3 separate regions of the Mus musculus genome follow, and regions 1 and 3 are each linked to region 2. The links are chromatin contacts, called in public HiChIP or PLAC-seq maps. All regions are on one chromosome and are shown on one strand. The core of a region is the stretch at or near the end of the contact, and the rest is flanking DNA. Distances in the headings are between cores, read along the strand shown. Region 1 has its middle 30 kb from the start of Slc2a9. Region 2 holds the start of Wdr1 (WD repeat domain 1). Region 3 has its middle 37 kb from the start of Wdr1.

What was found. HiChIP or PLAC-seq counts read pairs in DNA pulled down with a chosen protein or histone mark.
Region 1: a contact with region 2 is called in an H3K4me3 HiChIP or PLAC-seq map of bone marrow-derived macrophages, with 2.0 times the contacts expected there. The contact joins the enhancer-like site here to the promoter of Wdr1 in region 2. A contact is called at or near these places in 6 of 39 promoter capture datasets (the C10 cell line, the HPC-7 cell line, the SN4741 cell line and 3 more), 1 of 484 Hi-C or Micro-C datasets (macrophages), 6 of 115 datasets of contacts at active chromatin or transcription factors (the SCID.adh cell line, bone marrow-derived macrophages, double positive thymocytes and 1 more) and 3 of 9 other capture datasets (adipose tissue, liver and pancreatic islet).
Region 3: an H3K27ac HiChIP or PLAC-seq map of embryonic stem cells shows a contact between it and region 2, with 8 read pairs. The contact joins the enhancer-like site here to the promoter of Wdr1 in region 2. A contact is called at or near these places in 2 of 39 promoter capture datasets (both in the 3T3-L1 cell line), 4 of 484 Hi-C or Micro-C datasets (the STO cell line, bone marrow-derived macrophages, cranial neural crest and 1 more), 9 of 115 datasets of contacts at active chromatin or transcription factors (bone marrow-derived macrophages, double positive thymocytes, embryonic stem cells and 3 more) and 1 of 9 other capture datasets (liver).

The regions. Positions count from the first base shown.
Region 1 is chr5:38,508,513-38,511,212 of GRCm38.p6, forward strand. It overlaps the pseudogene Gm15796. Among named protein-coding and RNA genes, the nearest start is that of Slc2a9, 30 kb to the left of the region's middle. RefSeq lists an enhancer at 756-1,387. Within about 2 kb of position 1,274, at least 27 of the 459 cell types and tissues checked have an H3K27ac peak or open chromatin away from gene starts, as enhancers often do. A contact at or near this core is called in bone marrow-derived macrophages, where this site is marked.
Region 2 is chr5:38,560,431-38,563,130 of GRCm38.p6, forward strand. It overlaps Wdr1 (WD repeat domain 1), which reads right to left and starts at 1,269. Exons shown (of 15, transcript NM_011715.3): 1 at 1,086-1,269; 2 at 650-771. The coding sequence starts at 1,101.
Region 3 is chr5:38,597,345-38,600,044 of GRCm38.p6, forward strand. No RefSeq gene overlaps it. Among named protein-coding and RNA genes, the nearest start is that of Wdr1, 37 kb to the left of the region's middle. Within about 2 kb of position 1,372, at least 33 of the 459 cell types and tissues checked have an H3K27ac peak or open chromatin away from gene starts, as enhancers often do. A contact at or near this core is called in embryonic stem cells and memory CD8 T cells, where this site is marked.

The sequences.
Region 1 (2,700 bases), core at 24-2,523, 52 kb before region 2:
ATGGCAGCCAGAGTTTGAAGAAGCTTGCCACGTGGCATCCACAGTCAGGAGGCAGAGGGATGAATACCTGACGGTGCAGAGCGTGCTCTCTTCCTTACTCAGTCCAACCCTGGAATGATGAGTTCCACCAGCATTAGGGGTGGGTCTTCTCCAGTCCTTTCTGAAAAAACCCTCATAGATACACCCAGAGCTGTCTCCATGGTGATACTGAATTCCATCAGCACCCAGAGAAGCCATAGGCCCAAAATTTCCAGGGTGGATCAAAGTTTAGAGATGTCACAACTGTTGTTTTTAAATAAAATCTCAGTCGTTCATTTTTACCAATGAAGATTTGGGAGCCAGGTGCTGGGGTGAAAGCCTGCTAGCTCCGAAAAGCAGAGAAAGCCCGAGCAGATTTCCATCCACAGCTGACATCTCAAAAGGAAAAGGAAGTCCTCTTTCTCCATGCTGTCTCAAAACTCTGTCAAACTGAATGCCCCTCCTTTTTACTTCCCGTTTGTTTCTCTATCTGTCCTCCTGACTTCCTCTTACTCTCTATGGTTTTTTTCCTACGTTCGCTCCCTGTCAACTGGTTGCTTGCTCTGCCTCTTGACCTGTGGTTGACTTTCCTTAATCCTGTTTACAATAAGCAGAAAGGTCTTGGTTTAAAGGTGTGTGCTAGGGCTGAGTCACACCACAACTGGAAACAGGTTGTTCCAGTAAACAGCACAATCTTGGGGTTCACAGTGTGATCAAATATCCCACAACACACAACCCATGCCCAAAAGTGTTTGCTGTTTGCTGGTGGCTTTCCTTCTTGCTGGGCAGGTTGGTGGGGTGGTTGGGTTGTGGGTCATCCATGTTGGGAGCTCTGGGTGAACTCAGGCTGCAGTGTGAAAAGTTTGTCAGTCACACTTTTCCCAGTACCAACAACTTCTTGGCAATGAGTTTATTCTGTCTCATGGTTTCAGGGGGTTCACTCCATAGTAGGTAGGTTCCTTGTTTCTGGGCCTTTGAAAAGTAAAGAGAGAATCATGGCTGATGGGCCTAAGTCTCTTCATTTCCCCCTTTTATTTCATCCATGACCCAAGGTCATAGGACAGAGCCACCCAAATATGGGGCGAGGTCTCCTTTCCACAGTTATCTTCACAGACACACCCAGGAGCACTTTGCTAATCTCATACACTTATCAGTCCACAACTTGACTGTCAAGGCTATCACAGAGATGGAGCCCTTCTGAAGGACTGATATCAGTCTTTCTCAGAGGCTGGGTTAGCTCTCCCTGGAACAAGCTGTTAGATGACAGCTGCTTGTCCCCTCCTATCTCTCTGCTGACAGGCACTTCCGCCATATGAGCTCATTCACCCTGTTAGGACGCAGTGTGGCTTCCTTGGCACAGACAGGAGACTGCCTGATCTTGAGTTTTCAGTCTTCCAAACTGTACGGTAAATGAACTTCTTTTCTTTACAAATTATCCAGCCTCCAGTATTTTGTTTTAAGACACACACACACACACACACACACACACTGGGGTTGGGGGAAGGGATGTGTTCAGCCTTTGGTCTGAGCACATGGCAAACACTGTACAATGTCAATATTCTGCAAGTTGGTGATAGTTTAAAATACCTTCTTACCATTTTTTTAAATCAGAATTAGGCGTGAGAGTCACTTCTAAGCAATTCACACATTCTGAGTGCACCCTGTAGAACTCCCTGCAGCTTCCAATCTCATGGCAAGTCCTGATGTTTCTGAACAGAATCAGCTCCCGGGCACCTGTGTTAATGGCAGGTTTTACCCCAGCCTCACTAGGCTGCCCACAATAGGGAGGTGCTTTGTTGCTCGCCTAGGCCTGGGCACGCTCAGATCCAAATCAATTGCTTTTCGAAACGGATTTCAGAGTCTCAAATATTGAAAAATGTGAAAACTATTCTGGGCTAAAAACCAATTATAAAATACACACATACACAGCACAAGAACGAACTGAATGAGCAGAAATATAACAGGTAGTTAGGACAGGTTCCTGGAGTGCATGCTGGTAGGATGCTTTCCTCTGGAGTGTGGGCAGAAGCTCTGGCCTGATTTTGGATACACAGAATATGTGTGAGGGAGGCACCCAGGTGCTCAGGCTACATAAACCTGGCATCCATCTTGCTGCAGACTCTCCCTCTTAGGCTGTAAAGCAAGCCAGCCACTGGGTGGTGAGCCCCCTCGAGTAGCAGTCATGTGTCAGAAAACTGAGAGGTTGTTTCCCGTCAGTGTCCAGCAAAAAAAATTGTGGCCCTCAGACTAGTTGCCTATAAGAAACTATAGCCCTTGAGCCAGCTGCCTGCAGGAAACTGTGGCCATCAGGGTAGCTGCCTACAAGAAACTGAAGGGGCTTTTCCATTCCAGAGACAGCCAGAAATGGAAGCCCTCAGAGTAGCTGCTTGCCAGACACTGAAGAGTGATATGCTGCAGGAGACCTCAGTTTGGAAGAGATCAGGGCTGAGCTCTGCTCACTCTAGCCCATGGGAATCATAAGGGAACGAGCTCTATGGTTTTAGCTCTTAAACTTTTGTAGTGGTGTTTGTCGCCAATAGATAGTATTTTACCGTTGATGAAGGGTGCTGGAACATAACCTGTAGTGGTTTGAATAGGTTTTGCCTCCCATAGACTCATATGTTTGAATGCTTGGGCCACAGGGAATGGCACTGTTAGGAGGTGTGGCCTTGTTGGAAGGAT
Region 2 (2,700 bases), core at 19-2,518:
GGGCCTCCCAAAAAGCTGCTGCTCTGGGGACAGCAGGTCATTTTCAGAGAACCATCCAGAGGAATTCACTAGTTCCTGTTTCCTCTCAGAGACTCAAGTCTGTAACAGTTGGCATTCAGAGGACAGGGTGTGTAGGCCTGGGCTCTAGCATACCAGGAAGCCCAGGGTATTAGGATGATTAAGCACAAGGGCCATTTACCAAGTGCTCCATTTATGCCAGGTACAGACAGCATTAGGACAGCTGACCAGCTCATTCAGCCAGCCAAGGCAGCCAGGGGAAGTGGAGGATCATTTCCCTATCTCCATTTCCCCAATGCGGAAACTGGGCTCAGGAAGGGCCAATCAACAGCCACCCCATGATCAAGCAGCAGCAGACTCAAAGCCCTTGGCTCTAAGGACTGAAGAGACCCAAGTCTTAGTTTGCCAGTCTACGGGGCTGTGGGGGTAGAGGTGGATGACACCACCACCAGTCCAGTCCAGTCCACTGAGCCTCCAAGGTGTGGCTCCTGGGCAGAAGGGGCGTGGCTCCCCTCTCCCCAGGCCAACTGACTGGGAGGTGAGGGGGCGGAAGGGCAAGAATTTCCCGACTCTGAAGGTAGCTCGCAGGGTAGGGACGGAAGCAGGCCCCGCCGGGCACAAGAGTACTCACATCGATGTTTCTTAGGATGACGCACTTGCCATTGGTGTAGAGGAAATGATCGCCCTTGGGGTCTCCACCGAGGATCTTAGAGACGCCCCGCTCCACCTGGGGGAGGCTGGCGAACACCTTCTCTGGGGAGATACAAACCCGGCACGGTGCATGAGGGGCAATCCCGGCCTCGCGGGACCCAGGGAGTTGCAGTCAGTCAGCGCTGGGGGTCCCGAGCCGGTCACCTGTTGCCGCCTGCGGGCACGACCGGCGGACTTCCCGGGCGGCGGCGGTCAGGCCCCGGGGTCCCTCCCGCAGCTCGGCCGGCCCAGTCCACAACGCCCACTCCGGGGTCCCCGGCCCGCACCCCCGCGGCCGTGCAAGACCCCGGCCGCGCCCTCCCGCCTGCACCCGACCCCAGAAGCCGGCGGCCGCGCGCGGAGGCCCACGCACTCACTGATCTCGTACGGCATCCTCGCCCACTTGTTACGGCGCTGCGCTCGAGTGGAACCTCGCAGTGGCCGAGCCCAGGGACAGCGCGGAAGGCGGCGCCGGGCGTGCCGGGCGCGGAGGGGGCGGTCCGAGACCCGGCTCCGAGACCCGTACGCGCCTGCCCCGCGCGCTACCGCTGCGGACAACCCAACCCGGAAGCGCGGCCCCGGCGCGGCTCGCCCCCAGCTTTGACCATATATAGTCAAGCGCTCGGCTCGGAGGCTGCAGCCCCACGAGCCTGCGCGGACACCGCCCCGCCCCGCTTGCGGGCCCGCCCCGGAAGTGACGTGACGCGACCCGTGAAAAGGCGGCGCGGAGGGTTGTAGGTGCGGGGCGGGAGGGTTTTTTTTCTTGGGCTGTCTGCCTTTGCACCGGGAGCCTTCTTGTGGAGCAGATCTTTCTCGAGCTTTCCAACGCCAGCTTGGCGCCCCGGCTTGCAAAAGACTTGAAGCCACTGGGCGTATGGGGTTTTGTTTGTTTGCCTTTCACTGGGTATGTTTAGGAACTTCCCCGTCTCACTCCCTCTCCCTCCTGCATGAAACTTCCTAGTAGCAAAGAAGCCAAGAATAAAGAACTGTAATTCTTAAGGATGGCAGGGGTTGTTTCCTAACACGCTCTGGGGAGGGCGTGAGGGTGGAATTCTTTTCATGGAGAGGGAAAGAAAGCAAAACCTGGAATTTTCTGAGTCTCGCAGGTTTTGATTAGGGCAAGATGAAGTCCTCTGGTTACTTGATTGAAAAGTTCTGAAGCCCTAGTTGGAAACCCGGAAAGTGGGCTTTCAAAGGAGAGCTCTTAGGAATTTGCAGCAAATGAAAAAGTCCATTTCTGCTTTGGAGCCAGGTTTGTTAATTACCCTGCGGACCAGTCCCACCCCACTCTCCTGGTTCACCTGGACACCCACCTGATTCTCCTCTAGCTTATCTTAATCTTAACTGCCATCTAGTTAGCAGTTAAATGAATTTATAGCCTATAGGAGTGCCCAGGTTTCGTAGAGAAGAGTTTAAGTGTACTCGGTAGGTCCTGTGTGGGAACCTCAGTATTTTTTGAAAAGTCTGTTTTCCTTAGTACCTAGTCTCTTGTGCTGATAGACTAGTATTTTTAAGGTTCTATGAATGTTACCCCCTGCCCTCTGTGACCTTTTGTTTGCCAGGATTGCTTGTCTAGGGATCCCACCTGTTATGTTTTATATAAAAAAAGAAAAGAAAAGAAAAAGAAGCCAGGGATATGTTTGGTGGAGGTGCAGTATGTTGTGGGGGAAAGGGGTGCCTCTGAGGGCCCATCCTGAACTGAGGCATCCCCTCCCCCTGAGGTACCAGCCACAGAACAGTATAATATGGAAATAGCTTATTTAGGACATGGGGAGGAGAGTTGAGGGGATAGTAGAGACAGAAAGACAGAGTAGAGGCCAGCCATGAACATTTGGAGTTGGTTTGGGGGGGGGGGGCGGGGATCCGGAAGAAAAGGGACAGAAGAGGAAGGGAGCAAGAGAAGAGAATGAGGAAGGGGCAAGTAGCCCCTTTTATAGTGAGTCAGGCATACCTGTTTGTTGCAGGGAACTGTGGGGTGGTGCCTAGAAGGAA
Region 3 (2,700 bases), core at 122-2,621, 37 kb after region 2:
ATCTTATTTATGTATTTAGTCCTTTTTAAAAGCAAAGATGATAGTGTCCCTTTCTGTCACTGAGCATGGGATGCTCCTAGGAAGACTTGAGCCAGGAGAGGTGTGGTATTAAATACTGTTACAATATTCAATTAAACTGCTTTGTAATTCCTGGTGTGTGCACACAGGCTTCTCGCTATTACCCCAATGTTCTGGATTCCTGAAAGAAAGACACACATATACAGACATATATATATATTTGTTTGTTTTTCGAGACAGGGTTTCTCTGTATAGCCCTGGCTGTCCTGGAACTCACTTTGTAGACCAGGCTGGCCTTGAACTCAGAAATCTGCCTGCCTCTGCCTCCCAAGTGCTGGGATTAAAGGTGTGCGCCACCACCGCCTGGCCCAGACTTATATTTTAAATACCTTAAACAGCTTAATGGTTGGGCCACTCCCTAACTCCACGTTAGGCTCACACACACTCCCCTCTGATATTCCTGAGTGAATACTTACTAAATCTGTATTTTATCTTTGCTGCCCTGGACCCTACTAGGCAGCCCTCCTGGGGCTGCTTCCTCCCTGCACCTAGGTGTCGGACTGTCTCATCCTCCTACACCTTTCCGGTGTGACCTGTCTCCTATTCCCTTGTCATCCTGCCCAGCCATTGGCTGCCAGTCAAAAGCCAACTGGGGACAGGCTTCCTTTAGTTTTACATGCAGGACATTGCAAGAAGGTTTTAAGGTAACATAATTAGCATGAGAACACAAGTCGCTTCAGGTACTCTCCTACTGCTGGCAGCATTCTCACAATTGGAAGAACAAATTCCTTCCAGGGAGACTCCGATGCATTTTCAATCTGCAAGCTTGCTATCCCTGTCAAGTAAAGCTTTCAGGCAATGTTTCAAGTTATAATGAATCACAATAAACTAATATGGAATGATTATGCAAGTTAGGTTGCCAGTGGGGAAAGCTCTTTGTTCCAGTGTTCCTAGATTTTTTTTGTGGTTCACCAAAGTTACTTACTTTAAAGCATAATGATAGCACATTATAGACTCTTAAACGCGTTCTCACGACCGGCCAGGAAGAACACAACAAACCAGAATCTTTTGCAGCAAAACTTTATTGCTTACATCTTCAGGAGCAGGAGCGCAAGCCCCAAGCCCCAAAAACAAAAGGCCCCCCGCTTACATCTTTAGGAGCCAGAGCGCCAGCGCGCCAGCGCGCCAGAGCGCAGAGTAAGAGCTCTATTGTTTACATCTTTAGGAGCAAGCGAGCAAGAGCCAGAGCCAGAGAGCAAAAGCGCAAGAGCGCAAGCAAGAGAGAGAATGGCGGAAACCCCGTCCCCTTTAAGAAAAATTATCCTTCACCTAGGACGTATCACTCCCTGATTGGCTGCAGCCCATGGCCGAGTTGTTGCCACGGGGAAGGCAGAGTACATGGGGTAGAGAAATACCCTTGACACATGCACAGATTATTTGTTTACCACTTAAAACACAGGATGTCAGCGCCATCTTGTGACGGCGAATGTGGGGGCGGCTCCCAACAATAGACATGTAAATTTAGGTAAAAAAAAAAAGTTTTGGGATAGTTCTGGGTTTACTCAAGCATCACCAGTCAAATTGAACCCTCATAGACCTTACTTAGGTGGAAACTGAGACAGCTGACAATTTCCAGTTCTCTAGAGGACTTGCTGTATCTGGAACTACTATCAGTTCTTTAAAGGATGAAGTATTTCCCAGACCTTATCATGGTTGGAGATTCTCCAGGAGGTGGAATCTGACAATGTCGTATGCAAGAAACTCAGGATTGTTCTTATGCCTCATGCTTATATAGCTAGGAGATAAAAGGGCAGAGCCAAAGAACCTGACATCCACTATGGGGAAGGGGTTCTACTTCCTTCAGTTGTCCCCATAGGGAACTCTGGAGTATACGTGGCCTCAAGTTGGCCTAAAACTATGACTTGATAACTCCAGGAAGTGGGTGTGAGCTGTTCTTGAAAGGTTTCATTTAGGGGAGTTGGCACTCTGAAGCCAAGACCATTCCTGTCTGAATACATTTTTATGGATGGGGAGAGAGCAAAACACTCCTTGTTGGAGTATGGGGGATGGTGATCTATTTCTTTATCTACTACAATAACATATTATAAACATACCCAGGGCTGGAGAGATGGCTCAGTGGTTAAGAGCACTGACTGATCTTCCAGAGGTCCTGAGTTCAATTCCCAGCAACCACATGGTAGCTCACAACCATCTTTTAGGGGATCTGATGCCCTCTTCTGGTGTGTCTGAAAACAGTGACAGTGTATTCACAGAAATTTAGTAAATAAATTTTAAAAAGAACAAAAACCAAGCATCCATATCTTACCTTAAAGAGAACACTGTGCAGTTTATTAAGCAAAACATGAACCACCAGGTTTATGTTTATGTTGCTACAAAGCCCATGGTCCAATGCTTCATGATGTTCTTATTGTAATAAAACAAAGCCATGAATATTTTTAACCCATTAAGTCTGGCTAAGTGGTGTGTGTGTGTGTGTGTGTGTGTGTGTGTGTGTGTGTGTATGTGTGTGTGTGTGTGTATGTGTGTGTGTGTGCTCCACTGGAGATTGGAGACAATCTTCAAATATGTTGGTTGTCAGAGAAGAAAGGTAAACACAAACTCAGCTAAACCCCCCTTAGATCTACGATGGCAACCTGGCCTGAGTGTGACATGCTGGTGCAA